2 separate regions of the Hordeum vulgare genome follow, and region 2 is linked to region 1. A link is a contact called in public Hi-C data. All regions are on one chromosome and are shown on one strand. The core of a region is the stretch at or near the end of the contact, and the rest is flanking DNA. Distances in the headings are between cores, read along the strand shown. Region 1 has its middle 59 kb from the start of LOC123440209. Region 2 holds the start of LOC123444345 (BURP domain-containing protein 3).

Region 1 (7,551 bases), core at 3,455-5,954:
TTTCTGGCTCCGTTGTTATCATACTACCTTGCTACTGACACTTTGCTTGCAGACACTAATCTTTCAGGTGTGGTTGAATTGACGACTCAGCTGCTAATACTTGAGAATATCCTTTAGCTTCCCCTTGTGAGTGAATCAATAAATTTGGGTTGAATACTCTACCCTCGAAAACTGCTGCGATCCCATACGCTTGTCGGACATCAGTAAAATCGCAATGCTTTGGCTGGATTGAGTCGTTGTGGATGCATGCGGAATAACGCTTGATTGATGATATCTCCCGAAACGTGGGGTATGATCTCCGTTTTGATACGACATGCCAAGAGTCACCTGAACCGTGGTTCGAGTAAGTTATGACTGATAGGCACGATGTCACTAATATGATGATTCGGAAAAAGTTGTGAGTACCCTATTCTAGGACTGATCAACATGTTCGTCCTCGGACCCGGGCAAATACTTCGGGTGAAATAAGGTTTCATGCATATTACTGGAAAGCTATTGAGCTTGTCCATCAAGCCGAAGACCGAAGAAGATTATCCAGTGAAGATCCTCAAGCTCGGCGTCAATGACTAGTTCGAGGGCTACTAAGGGAGTCGTGGGCTATTGGGTCCCAACCGAGGTGGGTTAGTCCATGGGCCAAGCTAGGTGCCCATCAAGGAGAAGGACCCCGGAAGCCTAATGAAGATGTGTGGATACTCTGGATTCTATCAAAGCTTGGCTTGCACTTCAAAGAAGGGTTGATTCATTTGGCGTGTAATCTATAGGTGATAACCAACATTTATGTAGCCCTAGATATCCCGAGTGCATATATAAACCATGAGGTTTAGCCCATAGAGCACATTCATACACAACATCTCGACCCCTGGGGTTTAGCCCACAATCTCACGATCTTGAGGTAAATCAACTATGTAATTGCTACAACATCAATACAATAAAAGCATGGCGTAGGGTTTTACGTCCTTTAGGAGGGCCTGAACCTGGGTAAAAACCCTCATGTTCATTATCTCATGTTACCCTCGATCCGATCTCATGGTTCGGCCCCCTCTACCCGAGGTCTGTCGGTTTTGACACCGACACCCTCTAGGGCATCCAATATTATATGTAAAGACTCTCGGCAACATCCCAAATACCATGTTATTCCTCTCCACGAGGTATCACCTCACCGTGAATGACAAAGAGAAGCACGATATAGGGTATTACTCTTCGGAGGCCCAAACCTGGGTAAACTATGTGTGTTGACTCCGTCCCGATACTTCCGACCTCGTCATGCAGCCTACCAAGGGATCTGGCGGTATTTTGCACCGTCCGCATACTTGTCTCTTTTTGGTTGTGATCACCATATTTACGGGTCGCCGTTGGAGATGCCCTAACAAGTCAAGCCATCGTTTCATCAAGTACTTCATAAATAGGGATATACTCCATCAAATAGACATCACTTTCACTATTATTTTTCATCTTGAACTCGCTAATGAATAGACTAATTAAACATAGACGAATGTATAAATTATCCATACAACCATGATGACGTAATTATTCATCACATATGAAAAGGTTCATCGCGAGAATTTCAGATAATCACAATCATGTAAGATGGCTCATGTTATCTTAACATCGAAGCGTAGAGAGGGAGGATGCTATATAACTACTACCACAAACACGTATGTAGTCTTAGGGACGAACTAGTCGCATCTCATTAAAAGAAACGGAGGATGAACTGGTGGTGAAAAGGACAGTGAACGCATCTTTCTAGTACGTTAACAGAGAAGAACTACAGCATGGTTGCAACTAGATCGTGAATAGAGCAAAGTGATAGTGTCGAAAATTGCTTCAATAATTAGCTTACCATCCACGGGATATTATAGAGCCAGCCCGGGAGGCAGAGAGTTAGAGCATCTAGCACATCCCATATAAAACCAACCCGCAAAAAATATTTACAGTTTGCGGAAAAAGGGTTTTGCGAGCCGGCGTGGACGCGTACAAAGTGAGACCCTGCAAAACGGAACCGTAAAAAAGGATATTCATAGAAAATGTTTTTTTACGGATCAGCAATGCATGGTCTGTTCGGGCACCGCCGCGTCGACCCACGGACCGAAAAGCCTCCCAATAAACGAATTTGACAGTGACTGCGACGAATGAGTACGAATTTAAACAATAAAACATAATTCACGCAAAACGAAAGCATAGTTTAAAAGACAAACGCGAAAGGACTTCACGCATCCTGGTCGCTCATCACTCCGCACCATCGAGGTCATCGACGCCCCCGAATCCATCGTCAGCACTTGTTCCAACTTCGGCACTGAAATCATCGACGATATTGGTTTCGATTCTCGATGAGAAAACATCGCCGTCATTGTAACATGCAAGCATCCTCCTCTTCAAGATTTCTTTCTTTGTCATATCATGTCATTCTTTGCTGATGTCGTCCATGTCATTGTGGTTCAAAGTCATGATCCTATTCTCTTCGGCAAGATGTCATCCATGCTATTCTTTCCTGATGTTGTTCATGCCATTCTTCTGCTTCACGCCCAAAACCTTGCTCATCTTCTCCGTCGGTGGCTGGGCAGATCGCGCAGCAGCGGCGGCGCCCGGCGCACGTTCCTTTCTAGCGGGACCAGCCGGATTGCCGCCCTGCATGACAACGTTGCCTTGCCGCTTGGGGGCAGACGCATTGGTGCCTTGGGCGACGGCAGGGGCAACATGGCCGGCAACGAGAGTCCGTCAGACGGGTTTGCGCCTGCACGACCTCCACGTTGAGAGATCCGCCAGCTGGGAGGCTTCCATGGCGGCCAAGAATGGCGGGGAAGATGGTCCGGAGCGCGCGGTAGCGGGGCAATGGTTGCCGAGGAGGAGAGCGGGGAACGGCCGCACGGAAATTCCCCTCGCGCAAAATCTCGTTGCGAATAGGGGGCGAGCTCGGGTCAACCTCCCACCCCATGAATCTGAAGGTTGAGTGCGAACTTTTGCTAAGCCCCGTAAAAGAAATACGGGTTGAACGCATTTGCTGAGTCTGATCTGGCAACATTTTCCGCCTCGACCCGTATTTTGACGGTTTATTTTGCAGGTCGGGGCATTATACGGGGTCTCCTAGAGATGCTCTTAGGGAGGCTGTATGAGCTAAGTAGGACACATGGGAGCCTCCATGGGTCCCACGTGCCTCCCCTTTGGTACTCATTTAGCAGGTGTCCTCCTCCGCAAAGTTGTGTAACTCTAGAAAAAATTAATATATTTTGAACTTCTATCGGCCCTAGAATTAGTGACAATAAACATGCAACTCCACCAATCTTATGAGATGTTAGTAGGTTAGTTCAAATGAATTTAAATTACCGCAATATTTTTTCAAAATATATAGAGAAACTTCAAAGAGATGTATCACCAAGCATATGAGGTTGATGTTAAAGAAGTGTTTTTTGAACGATGTTACACAAGTGTTTTTAATCTTTTAATGGTTGTTGTGTCGGTTGGTGAACCTTGTAGTTTTTTGTTTGAAGAAGAGCCTTGTAGTGTTGGTTTCGATAAAGAAGATTTTCTCAAAAAGCAGATGACCCATTTCAGACCCCACCACCACCATGGCCCACCTCAAATGAACACCCTCCTGTGGTACACGGTAGCGCTATATCCAGAAAAAGCCTATCCGTCGCTCGTTAGGAAGCGATGTCGGGGCTTCGCAAAAGAGACCTAGTGATCGTTCGGTAGTGGGTCGGCCCGTTTGTCGTTCCAACGACCCCGGTTTTGGGAAAGGTTCCCGGCAGTTTTTTTCGCTTTTGGGAAACTTCTAAACGGCTCTCTGAACCGGTTTTTCTTTTGTTTCATTTCCTTTTTTATTGATTCTTCCCTGTTTTTTGTTTCTCCTTAAAAAAGGGTTTTGGATTTTTAAAAGAATATTTGTTATTTAAAAAAATTGTTCTTCAAATTCCAAATATGTTTTTGCTTTTTAAAAAATGTTCTAAATTTTCAAAAAAAATTCTGGATTTTCACAAAATGTTCCTCAAATTCTAAAAAAGTCTTTTATGTTTCAAAAAATGATCTAGATTTTCAAAAAAAAAATATAGTATTCAAGAAAATTATCAAGATTTTCAAAAAAATTCTTCAAATTAAAAAATGTTTTTTTGCTTCTTAGAAAAATGTCCTAAATTACAAATATTTGCCATTTTTCAAAAACATTCATAACTTCAAAAAATATTTGGGATTTTCCAAAAAAACTGATACTTTAAAAATGTTCGGTATTTTCAAGAAAATGTTTGCTATTTTCGAAATATGTTTGAAATATCAAAAATTTGTTCAATTTCTTAACTAAGTTTGTGTTCAAAACAATTCTTAAATTATAAAACTTATTCTGAAATTTCGAAATATGTTCTTGTATTTAAAAAATGTTCCAAATTTCAAACAATTATCGCATTTTGTACGTCGTTTATAAATTAAAAAATATTCTTGAATCTCAAAAAACTTTCTTCGAATTCAAAAAATGTTTTGCTTCAAATACGAAAATAAAAAGAAATAGAAAGGAAAAACGAAACAAAAAAGGAACAAACAAAGAAATAAGCAGAAAAAGAAAAAAAAAACTGAAACGAAAATTGTTTAATTTTTTTAGGAAAAGAAAAGCTGGACCGGCCTAGTTGGGCTCAGCCCCTGTGCGTGCTAGCACCTCCCTGCGGCAAATCCTATTTCACGCTGCAGGCGCCAGTCAAAGTGCATTTTTCTTAACCGGCGCCTGCAGCGCCCAGTCATGGGCCGGCCCATCTAGGTGTTTTTCCGTAAAATCAAAACAGCACTAGTGATATTCGAACGAGCGATCTCTTAGAGATATTCTAGTGCTGGAACCACTCCGCCACCCCATTGGTATGTGATACTCCCTCTGTACCATAATACTTGTTGGGGAGAACTAGTCTAGTTCTCCCCAACAACAAGTATTTAGGAATGGAGGGAGTAGAAATGAATTTTTTACTTCCTTTATTCTTTATTTTCCTTTTTTATTTTTTCCTTAGTCGTTTTACTTTTTTCCTTTTCATCCTGGTTCGTTGATTGTTTTAGAAAATTCGATGGAAACTTTTTTTAGTTGGTGAACTTTTTTCCAAGTCAATGAAATTTTTTCGGAAATTGGTGGACATTTCTGAAAATCCGTGTATATAATTTAAGAAATTTGAACGTTTTTCTAAATCGATGAACTTTTTTAAAAATCGGTGAACATATTTTAAAATTCGCGAACTTTTTTCAAAATCGATTAAATATTTTAAAAATTGATGAACTTTGTTTGAAATTTTTATCTTCTTTTGAAAATCCGTGAACATATTTGAAAATTCGTGAACTTTTTCAAAATCAATAAACAAATTTTAAATAGTTATGAACTTTTTTTCTGAAATTATAGAACTTATTTTGAAAATCGGTGAACGTATTTTTAAATTCATGAACATTTTTCAAAATCAATGAACTATTTTCAAAAATTGATTTTTTTTTCAAATTCTGAGGACTTATTTTTAAAATCGGTGAACATATTTTAAAATTCGTGAACTTTTTGCAAATTTATTGAACTATTTTTAAACATTTATTAATTGTTTTACCAAATTCTACGATTTTTTTCGAATATGATAACTCTTTGAAAATCCATGAACATATTCTAAAAATATGTGAATTTTCTTTGCATAATCATTGAAGTTTTTGCAAATCTGATAAAGTTCTTTTTAATTCAATAAAAATTAATATATGTTTTGTAATTCACATTTTTTAAAATCAATGAAATTTTTTCAAGACCTGCAACGAGGTGTCAGGAGATGATTTATGGGCCGGTCGGGGGGGGGGGGGGGGGGGGGGGGGTGGCGCTGCAGGCGCCGTATAGGAGCTCCCCTATATCTGGCCTCGTGCAAGCGAGTGATTCCTATTTAAGGTAACTACATAGTGAAGTAACGTGTAACCCCATTTGCACCTATTTTGTCCATTTCGCATTGGTTTTGGAAACATATTGGAACCTACCCATGCTCACCGCTTTCTTTCACTCATTTTATTCTTGCTTCTGTTTATTTTTCAATTGATTCATTTTTAAGTAGTCACAATTATTTATTCCAGGAAATATTTGAGTTTGCGAACATTTTTCAAACGCGTGAAGCATTTTCAAATCATCATTATTTTTTGAATTTGTGGTCTATTTCCAAATTCATGATCATTTCTTTTAATTCACATTCTTTCTATTTTTTTTTGCATTTATTAAATTTAAAACTATTTTTTATAGATATTCCCAACATTTTTCTTAAGTAATGCATATTTTCTGAATTCAAGGTCAGTTTTTGAATTTAGGAAAAATGTCTTCAATTTACTTTTACATATTCATTATCATTTTTTAATTCACAAACAATTTTCAATTTGCAAAGTTTTCCTCGATTCGTGAATTTCTTTCTAATTCAGGATATATACAAGATATTAAAGCGGCTAAGCTATGGCTCCTCTCGTGAGTTTCAAGTGTTAGCCATGATATCCTCTATGGTTGACACGTGTTCATTTATTTTTAGGGTTGATTCTTTATTTCATTGCCTGATTCTTCATTCCGTTTCTTATCGATTTTTTCTTTTTTGTTTTGCTAATGGTTTTTAAACCCAATACAACAAAGATGTTGACATACATACACACTCATTCCTATGAGCGCACATACGCACATCATATTACTATGAAAACCTATGAGATACTAAGCCGGTACAACATCTTGAGGTTGTTGAACTTACTGCAAATGTATTTATAATCGACGACGATGCCCACATACACGTACATATATTCACCTTTAAGAACACAAGTACGCATACCGTGCCTCTGTGAGCATTTTCGAGATACTGAGCCGGCACAACATCTTGAGAATAACAAAGTCAACGCATGCCTGTTGGTACTCGACGTTGATGCCCACGTACACTCATACACTCACCCCTGCGGACCAGCTTGACATCTTGAGATTTACAAAATCACTGCATGCATCTTCGTGATTAACACTGAAACCCACATACACGCACATACACTCACCCCTATGATCCGCATTTCATCTTCAAATACTCTCTCTCTCTCTGTCTCTCCCCTCCCTCCCTCCGTCCCTTCCCCCCTCTCTCTAAATTGATCTATAATCTTAAATTTGAAGTACATCTACCCATATATATTCCTTCATCGGTATTTTTGAGTTAATTAAGATTTTTGAGTCGATTGGTGGCTAAACTTAGGGATGCATTTCGTACTTGCTTGCTTGGCACTCTTCCTCCAGATCCCTAATTCCTATTTTCCAATGTGTTGTGTGTACGTCTATGGCAAGGAGGCGTAGTCATCTAGGACACCTCTCTTGCTTCGCTGATCAATGTTTTTGTGATGCCATTTATTTGTCCATCTCGAGATCGAAGACTCTTTTGCTGCACATTTTTTTGTTCAACCCTAGATCCTCATTCTGAAGTCAAGGATCAACTAATGATCATCATTCTACACACTTAATTCATGTGGACATGTCATGTAGCCCTGTTTTTGAGCTTTCAATATTTTGTAGTACAAAGTACACTAAGTGTATGGCAAGGAGGAGTAGTCGCCTAGGACGACTCT
Region 2 (7,551 bases), core at 2,379-4,878, 220 kb before region 1:
GGATTTTCCCTCGGTGCACATGCCTTTTGAATGGCTGGTGCAACTAACTCCTCCATTAAAGAAACGAGCCTTTTCCATATCGTCATCGCCATTAGCACATCCAAATCAGATACACTTGACTGTTAGCATTGTATCATGGCTTACTCCTTTCAAGAGGACAAGGCAGGGTCTCTGCTCCACATGGCTGGCAGGTCTGAGTCCAAATGAAGGTATGCATTGTTTCTTTCCTTCAGTTCTTTTTCTGGATGTCACTGCTCCTGCTGCTGCTGTAATAATACATACTCTTCACTTTAACTTGGTACATCTACCCACTCACCCTGAAGAAAAAGAAGCATCGACCTCCCTTAATTGTCACTGTGTTTATGTGCAGAAAATCTTATACCATGTTGGGTACACAAAGGATCCCTGCCTCCTCCGCAGCCATCGACTCCTCTTGTACTCATTGGACCAGGAACAGGATGTGCACCATTTCGAGCATTTGTGGAGGAAAGGGCCGCGCAGAGTGCGAGAGGACCAACAGCTCCCATTCTATTCTTTTTCGGCTGTAGAAATGAAGGCAGGGATTTCCTATACAGGGACTTCTGGTTGAAGCATGCCCAGGACAAGGGAGTGCTGTCCCTAAAAGAGGGCGGTGGTTTCTTTGTTGCTTTTTCCAGGGATCAGCCTCAAAAGGTGTATGTACAACACAAGATAAAGGAGCAGAGTGCGAGAGTGTGGAACATATTATGCTCTGGGGCTTCAATATACGTTGCAGGGTCTTCTACCAAAATGCCTGCTGATGTTACAGCTGCACTAGAAGAAGTTGTCCGCCAAAAGGGCGGTGATGCTGCTTCAGGATGGCGCAGGAAACTGGAAAGGGCTGGTAAATTTAACATTGAAACTTGGTCGTGATTGTCATGTCAAACAGGGCCAGAAAGTATGTACAAACAATCAATCGTGCCCCGTAATTGTTTACGGGGTAGCAATTTAGCGTAGATCAAAGGTTTCGAGAAATTAGATGTATATCTGGACATAAATACAGATCATTTATTCTTGGACCAATTTTTTACAAGGGAAAACAGACACATTCCCAGTTTCACTGTTGTATCCGTATTCGGGACGATGTAGGTTTGGCTCAAAGATGAAGAGTGACAACTTGATTTTACGAAGTCGGACAAAACAAGTCGAATTATCTCCCGTATATGTACCCGTTTGTCCTTGGTTCTTCTTCGGAGCATTAGTTTCATACACCTTTTCTTTTTCGTAACTGCTGTACTGATTGTGGCCCTGGACTGGGCCGAGGCAACCTTGAATAAACCGGTGGCATCTTGATTGCCTGGTTCGTTGGTGAGATCTGTTTCAGCCAAACAGACGCTCTAAAACTTAAAGCCTGTGCCTGGTTAAGTTGATCCAGCCTCATGATCGAAGCATTGACGATCAAGAGAAGTCTTTTTTACATCATCGATCGATTCGATCGATTTTGAAACGGAAACAGCACTGATCAATGTACGGTGAAAGAGAGGTAAATAAGTACCAGTCTGTTTATTGCATCATCATCAACGTGCTAAACTATACATCAAACGTGCCACTCCGTACAAGCTGGCGATACTGGCAACGCCACGCCATCAAAACACAATAGGTACCAAACAAGGGAAATGTATATAGCGATGCTAGGGTGCAAGATACCATAATATAGGGCAAAGCACAACTGTATATGGTGCTTACCAACGGCGCGGGTCGACCGGGCTTCATCAGCCGCGGCGGGTCCAGACGACGTGGTCCTGCGGCAGGAAGTGGCACACCGGCGCGCCGCCGGGCTTCACCTTGAGCACCTGGAACGCGACGTGCCCCGGGTTCCAGCCGGCCGTGTCGGCGTGGCACACCGCGACGGCCTCCACCGCCGTGCCGTCCCTGCCGACCATGGACACCGTGTACGCCCTGGTCGCCTGCGTCAGGTGGCACGCGAACACGGCGTACGCGTACGGCTCCGCGTGGCAGGCCACGAGCTGGTCGGCCCCCGCCGCGCGCTTCACGCCGGTCATGGTGTACTCCTGCTCCGGCGACCCCTCCTTCCCGTTCCCGACGACCGTGGAGACGGCCCTCACGTGGCTGGTCCCGAGGCTGGACGTGGCGAAGTCCACCATCGACTCCAGCGACGTGGCGCACGACTTCTTCTCCCCCTTGCCCGCCGCCGCCTCGCACTCCCGCAGCGTCTGCTTCATCTCCGCCGCCTCGGCGGAGTCCGGCGCCACGGAGAAGCGGCTGAGGATCTCGGGGGCCTTCTCAGAGGAGAAGGGGATGGCGTCGGCCTCGCTCCGCGGCAGGAACTTCCCTCCGGCGCCCGGGGTGGCCATGAAATGGACGCTCATCTTCTTCCCGGCGTGGAGGTCCTTCTCCAGGAAGAAGAGCGCCGCGCTGGGGTCGTCGTGCAGCTGCGTCTCCGTTGCGGCGTAGTTGTATATGAAGGGTGAGACGTTGACGTGGACAGGCTTACCCCGGGGTTTGCCGCCTGGCTTACCGTAGCCAGGCCTGACGTTGACGCCGACGCCGCCCTTCCCGACGCCGACCGTCGTGCCGCCTGGCTTACCGTAGCCAGGCTTGACGTTGACGCCGACGCCGCCCTTCCCGACGCCGACCGTCGTGCCGGTGCCACCAGCTGGCTTGCCGTAGCCAGGTTTCACGTTAACGCCGACGCCACCTTTCCCGACGCCGACCGTGGTGCCGCCGCCAGGCCTCACGTTCACGCCGACGCCTCCCTTCCCTACCCCAACCGTGGTGCCACTGCCACCGGGCTTGCCGTAGCCAGGCTTGACGTTGACGTCCACGCCACCTTTGCCAACGCCGACCGTCGTGCCGGTGCCGCTGGGCTTGCCGCTGCCAGGTTTGACGTTGACGTCCACGCCACCTTTGCCAACGCCGACCGTCGTGCCGGTGCCGCTGGGCTTGGCGCTGCCAGGTTTGACGTTGACGTCCACGCCGCCCTTGCCAACGCCAACTGTTGTGCCCCCGGGCTTGCCGTAGCCAGGCTTGACGTTGACACCCACGCCGCCCTTGCCGACGCCGACCGTAGTCCCGCCGGGCTTGGCGCTGCCAGGCTTCACGTTGACGCCGACGCCACCCTTGCCCACATCGACCGTCGTGCCCCCAGGCATCCCATGGCCCGCGTCGACATGGACGCCGCCCGAGCCGACGTTCACCGACGTGCCTCCGGCTGTGGGAAACAGGGAGAAGGGGTCAATGCTTCCCCGTGTACCGAAGCTGTTTGCTCAAGAGATAGGTACTATACCTTGCGTGTCGAGGAGTTGAGAGAGGGAGCTTGGCATGGGAGTGTTGGGAAGAGCAGACTCCCAGTATTGCCCCGGAGCACGAGCTGCATGGCTTCCTACCGACGCGATCTGCATGCAAATTACACGGTCAGATTTGGGACCATCAGCGACCACCATCTAAATTAGGAACGCAAAACAAAGGGAGTGAGCAAGGTTACTGACCAGTAGGAAGGCAAGAATGCCGGCTGCGACGAGCCTATCCATGGAGGGCAGGGCAGAGGGCAGCAATGAGGAAGCTGACGGCAGGCCCCTCGCAATGTGAGGATGATCTGCTCGCTCAACTGGAACTGCCACAAGAGGAGATGTTGTCCTTGTGCCGAGCAGGAACGTCGATATTTATAGAAGCAAGTCAGAGGGTGGATAGGTAGCTAGGTTGCGGGGAATTAATTTGCGCAGCTCCATCTGTTAACTGCCCCGACGCAAACAATGCAGCACTCCTACTCCTACACAGTAGCTGCAGCCATGCATCACCGTGCAGGTAATACGTATAGTACAATACGAGTACGGTACAGAACTGAGTGTACGCCATACGTGGCTAGAGTTGGACGGACTGACGGACGGACGCACACGAAAAACGACGTCCCGCCCGTGCAGCGCAGGCGCATCCACTGCTGCCAACTGGTCGTCGTGATCGATCGACTCAACCGTCCCTGCCTCGCGCGCGCGGTTTTGAATGTCGGTCGCCGTCGTCCCGGCATTCCCATGCCGATACGGCTCCACCGGCGGCGTGGCGCGCGCCTCCACGTCTTGTCCGGCTGACGGTTGCGCGGCGAGGAGCATGACTGCGACGGAGACCGATCGTTCGCCGCCTGACCACTTCACACGTGCTAGGCGTATGAGTCCTGGTACATCGTATAGAGTATGAGTATCAGTTTCTCCATCCCGGAAAAAAAGAGAGAGAGAGAGAGAGAGAGAATCAGTTTTTCCATGGACCGGACCGACCCCCATAATGGTCGTCCATCTCCGGTGGTTGCAGGATGCCTGGGTGTTGCCCAAAGCACTTATGGGGCCATGCTGGCCTACGTGCGTAGCGTACAGTACGTGCTGGTTGCTTTTTTTTTTTTTTTGAGCAAAACGAGCTGGTTGCTGCTCGTCAAGATCGGTGAACAGGGGCAGTGGGGCAGCAGGCCCCCATGGGCCATGGCCCATGGCCATGGGGACCGGGCTACGAATCTGGTACGAGAGCGTGCTGCGTGCGTGCTGGTGATACCGTGATGCGGGCATCGCGGTCGCAAGGTTGAGCGCGGCAAGTCTGAAGGGGCCGGCGGCACTAATGGAGCGTGGAAAATGGTGGCAGCCCGTCGGTCGCGCTGATAGTTGGGAGTTGGTTGGGGGCGAGCAAGCACGACGAGCTCGACACCGAATGCCCTTTACGTGCACCCGGACACCACACCACCTTCCCGCCGCCGGACCATGTGTTGAAACATGGCTACGGACAGGAGGAAATGTACTGCTGCTGCTGTCCCTGTCTTCACCATTGTCCTGGTATATACTGCCACCGGTCCCGAAAGGGATCAAGATTCAAGAGGAATTATCTCGGCCCCTTTGCTCTTCCAGGTCGTTTGCACTCTGCACCATCTCCTTCCCCTCCGGTTCGGTGCCACAAGGTGCGTTTCCTTTCCATGTCTTCTCCTTCGTACCATGCACAGTACAGCTCCTTGAGCTCCGCTGAAAGCGGTGCACGAGCTGCACAAGCGAAGAAGATGAGGCAACGGATGGTGATGACCGGTGGCCATTACTGATTTCGTGTCGCCGCAGAGCACGGCAGAGTAGTATAAATTTGCACTGCAGCTCCATGGAAGCGGCAACGTAAACAAGGCCGACACATGTTCAAACCACTCGGGTCTCTGACGAAATGCAGCCTGGCGACATATGATATGAATGCTTGCGATGCCGACCACAAATTATCTCGCCCACACATTTTGGAGGCACCGTTCATGTATGTACGTGAGTATGCCCATTCGATCCTCGTAGGCTTTGCACGGCCCTCACCGGAACTTGTACGAGTAGAGCTCAAAATGATGGTACGCGTAGTTATTTCGCGGGAGCGTCGCACGGCCCGTCTTTAAGGTTCGTGAGCACGGTTGGTCGTTGGGTGTCAACTGGTAGGCGTCACGTACAAAGCCTTAGGTTTGTTTGGTTCCCGACCACACTTTGCCAAGTCAAAATTTGGCAGCCACAGTTTAGTTGGCATATGTTTGGTTTTTGCCACACTTTGGCTTGCCACACTTTATTGTCGCTACGGTCCATTTGTCATAAAGTCCATTTTCTTGTCAACTTTTGCCAAAGTTTGGCATTCGTTTTTTCAGCCACACTTTATGGCTTGTCACACTTTAATGGCTTGCCACACTTTGGTTTGGCAAAATTAATCTTCAACCAAACTTAATCGCCACGCAGAGCACCTTTCCAACCCATTGATGTCGCTCAGTCGCAACGTCACGTCGTTAGGACAGAGCGTTGACTCACCTTCTTTTTTAAGGAAGAGGGCTCCCAAAATGCATCCTAGACTATGATTTCTTTTTGGTTTTCGTCTGATTTTTCGTAAATAACTAAACATATTCTACTTAATTAATAGATAAGGCGATATTTGCCTTCGTTTCAAAAAAGAGAGCAAAGAAGTTCTTTCCTACATAGGATAACACGGCCCTGATTGGATTCACACCATTAATTGTACGATCCTCAATTAGCTATAATGTGATCAACATTGTCTTAGATCTCATAATTATCAAAGGAAATGACCAGTACAAATGAAAAGATAGTCGTCTGTAGAGTGACCAACTAAAAATAAAATCAGAGGGGAAATTATACCATTCTTCTTCCTCGGCAGAATGCGGCCCATAAGAAATTGAAAATTGCGCTAAACCGACAGTAAAATCTGACAACTATTGTAGTGAAGAAGTCATCTGTACGTATTTCGTTCCAAATTAGTTATTTTATGTCATGCAACTAAAAGCTAATACACCCTGTGATATACATAAACATCAAGATCATGGATTAGTTATATACTTTCTCTGTCCCAAAATAACCGTCTTAACTTTGTACTAGAGCTAGCACAAAGTTATATTAAGCTTAAGACACTTATTTTGAAACGGAGAGAGTAATATTTATGCAAGGAACATGTGTCGGTGGAAAAAGTGACAAACTACGTTGGTATAATTGATAGTTCTGATCCAACAGATTCTCTCAAACAAAACACCAAATTCATAGTCATATTTTTGTGCAATGCAACTACAATGGATATCTTCTTCAGCAAATAAGTGTTATCTAGTTTTAAAATGGACCGGTAATTAATTTGAAGGTACATAGGACATACAAACCTAACATAATGTAATGAACCTTAAATTTCTATGGCAAAGGCATTACTGCCTTGGCTAGCACGAGTTAAAGAATTTAAGTTATTCTTTAACACATAGGAGTACAAGACAAAGCTAGCCCGATCTTAGGTATGTGTAAAGGTTACAGTACATCATCGGTCTATAGGTTCGTGCAACAAGAACTACAAAAAGTTATAATCATACAACAACTAACACTATAAACAAAATCCACAAGCATACAATAGATAAACTTACAAACAATATCCATGACCATACACCAGCTTTCCCTATATACAAACAATATCCATAAACATACAAATGCTACCCTTAAAAACAAAATCCGTATGCATACACCAACCACCCCTACATAAATCCATTGATGTGAAGGCATGCCACACCTGGGAGCTCACCTGCAAGAGATGGAGTACATCTGGGGAGGCCGGTGGAGGTCGGTGGTGCCAGGGTTTGGCCCTGGACTGGGAAGGGGGAATTTGAGGTGAAATGGACGAAAATATGGATGTGGTGCGTGATAACCCTAGAAAAAGAGTAGGAAAAGGCTGAGCCCATAGGTAGTCACCAACCGTAGACAGTTTTGATGGTGAAACGGCTTGTACTGACCTAGAACGTACAACCTTCTTTGAGGAACTAACCCCCTCCAATCTTTCCTGGAGGTGGTTCCGGCTTACCAACCGCTCTGTAACTTACTATGATAAAAGTAATCGTCTCTCGTATGGGTATTACATGCGATTTTGTTTTGCTTGGTCACAACAACTTTCGAAGCCCGCTGATAATGCACGTTTTCTACTAGTGATTCTTTGTAACACACAATATTGTCAAGGCTTTAGTGAAGAAACTGTAATCATAACGGGGAGTGGTTTTTTCACTCGTACACCTGTAGGAATTCGACTACCTTCATAGCAGAAATCCTCTTA

The links. Hi-C and Micro-C count contacts between places; a contact is called where the count stands out from the background.
Region 2: a Hi-C map of seedling shows a contact between it and region 1, with 6 times the contacts expected there. The contact joins the promoter of LOC123444345 here to the enhancer-like site in region 1. A contact is called at or near these places in 2 of 6 Hi-C or Micro-C datasets (leaf and seedling) and 1 of 1 datasets of contacts at active chromatin or transcription factors (embryo).

The regions. Positions count from the first base shown.
Region 1 is chr3H:474,108,869-474,116,419 of MorexV3_pseudomolecules_assembly, reverse strand. No RefSeq gene overlaps it. Among protein-coding and RNA genes, the nearest start is that of LOC123440209, 59 kb to the right of the region's middle. Within about 2 kb of position 4,704, at least 3 of the 3 cell types and tissues checked have open chromatin away from gene starts, as enhancers often do. A contact at or near this core is called in leaf and seedling, where this site is marked.
Region 2 is chr3H:474,326,261-474,333,811 of MorexV3_pseudomolecules_assembly, reverse strand. It overlaps LOC123444345 (BURP domain-containing protein 3), which reads right to left and starts at 3,628. Exons shown (of 3, transcript XM_045121033.1): 1 at 3,468-3,628; 2 at 3,266-3,374; 3 at 1,503-3,190. The coding sequence starts at 3,509. The coding sequence ends at 1,731. LOC123444344 (NADPH-dependent diflavin oxidoreductase 1) reads left to right here. Exons shown (of 12, transcript XM_045121032.1): 11 at 1-209; 12 at 371-1,148. The coding sequence ends at 891.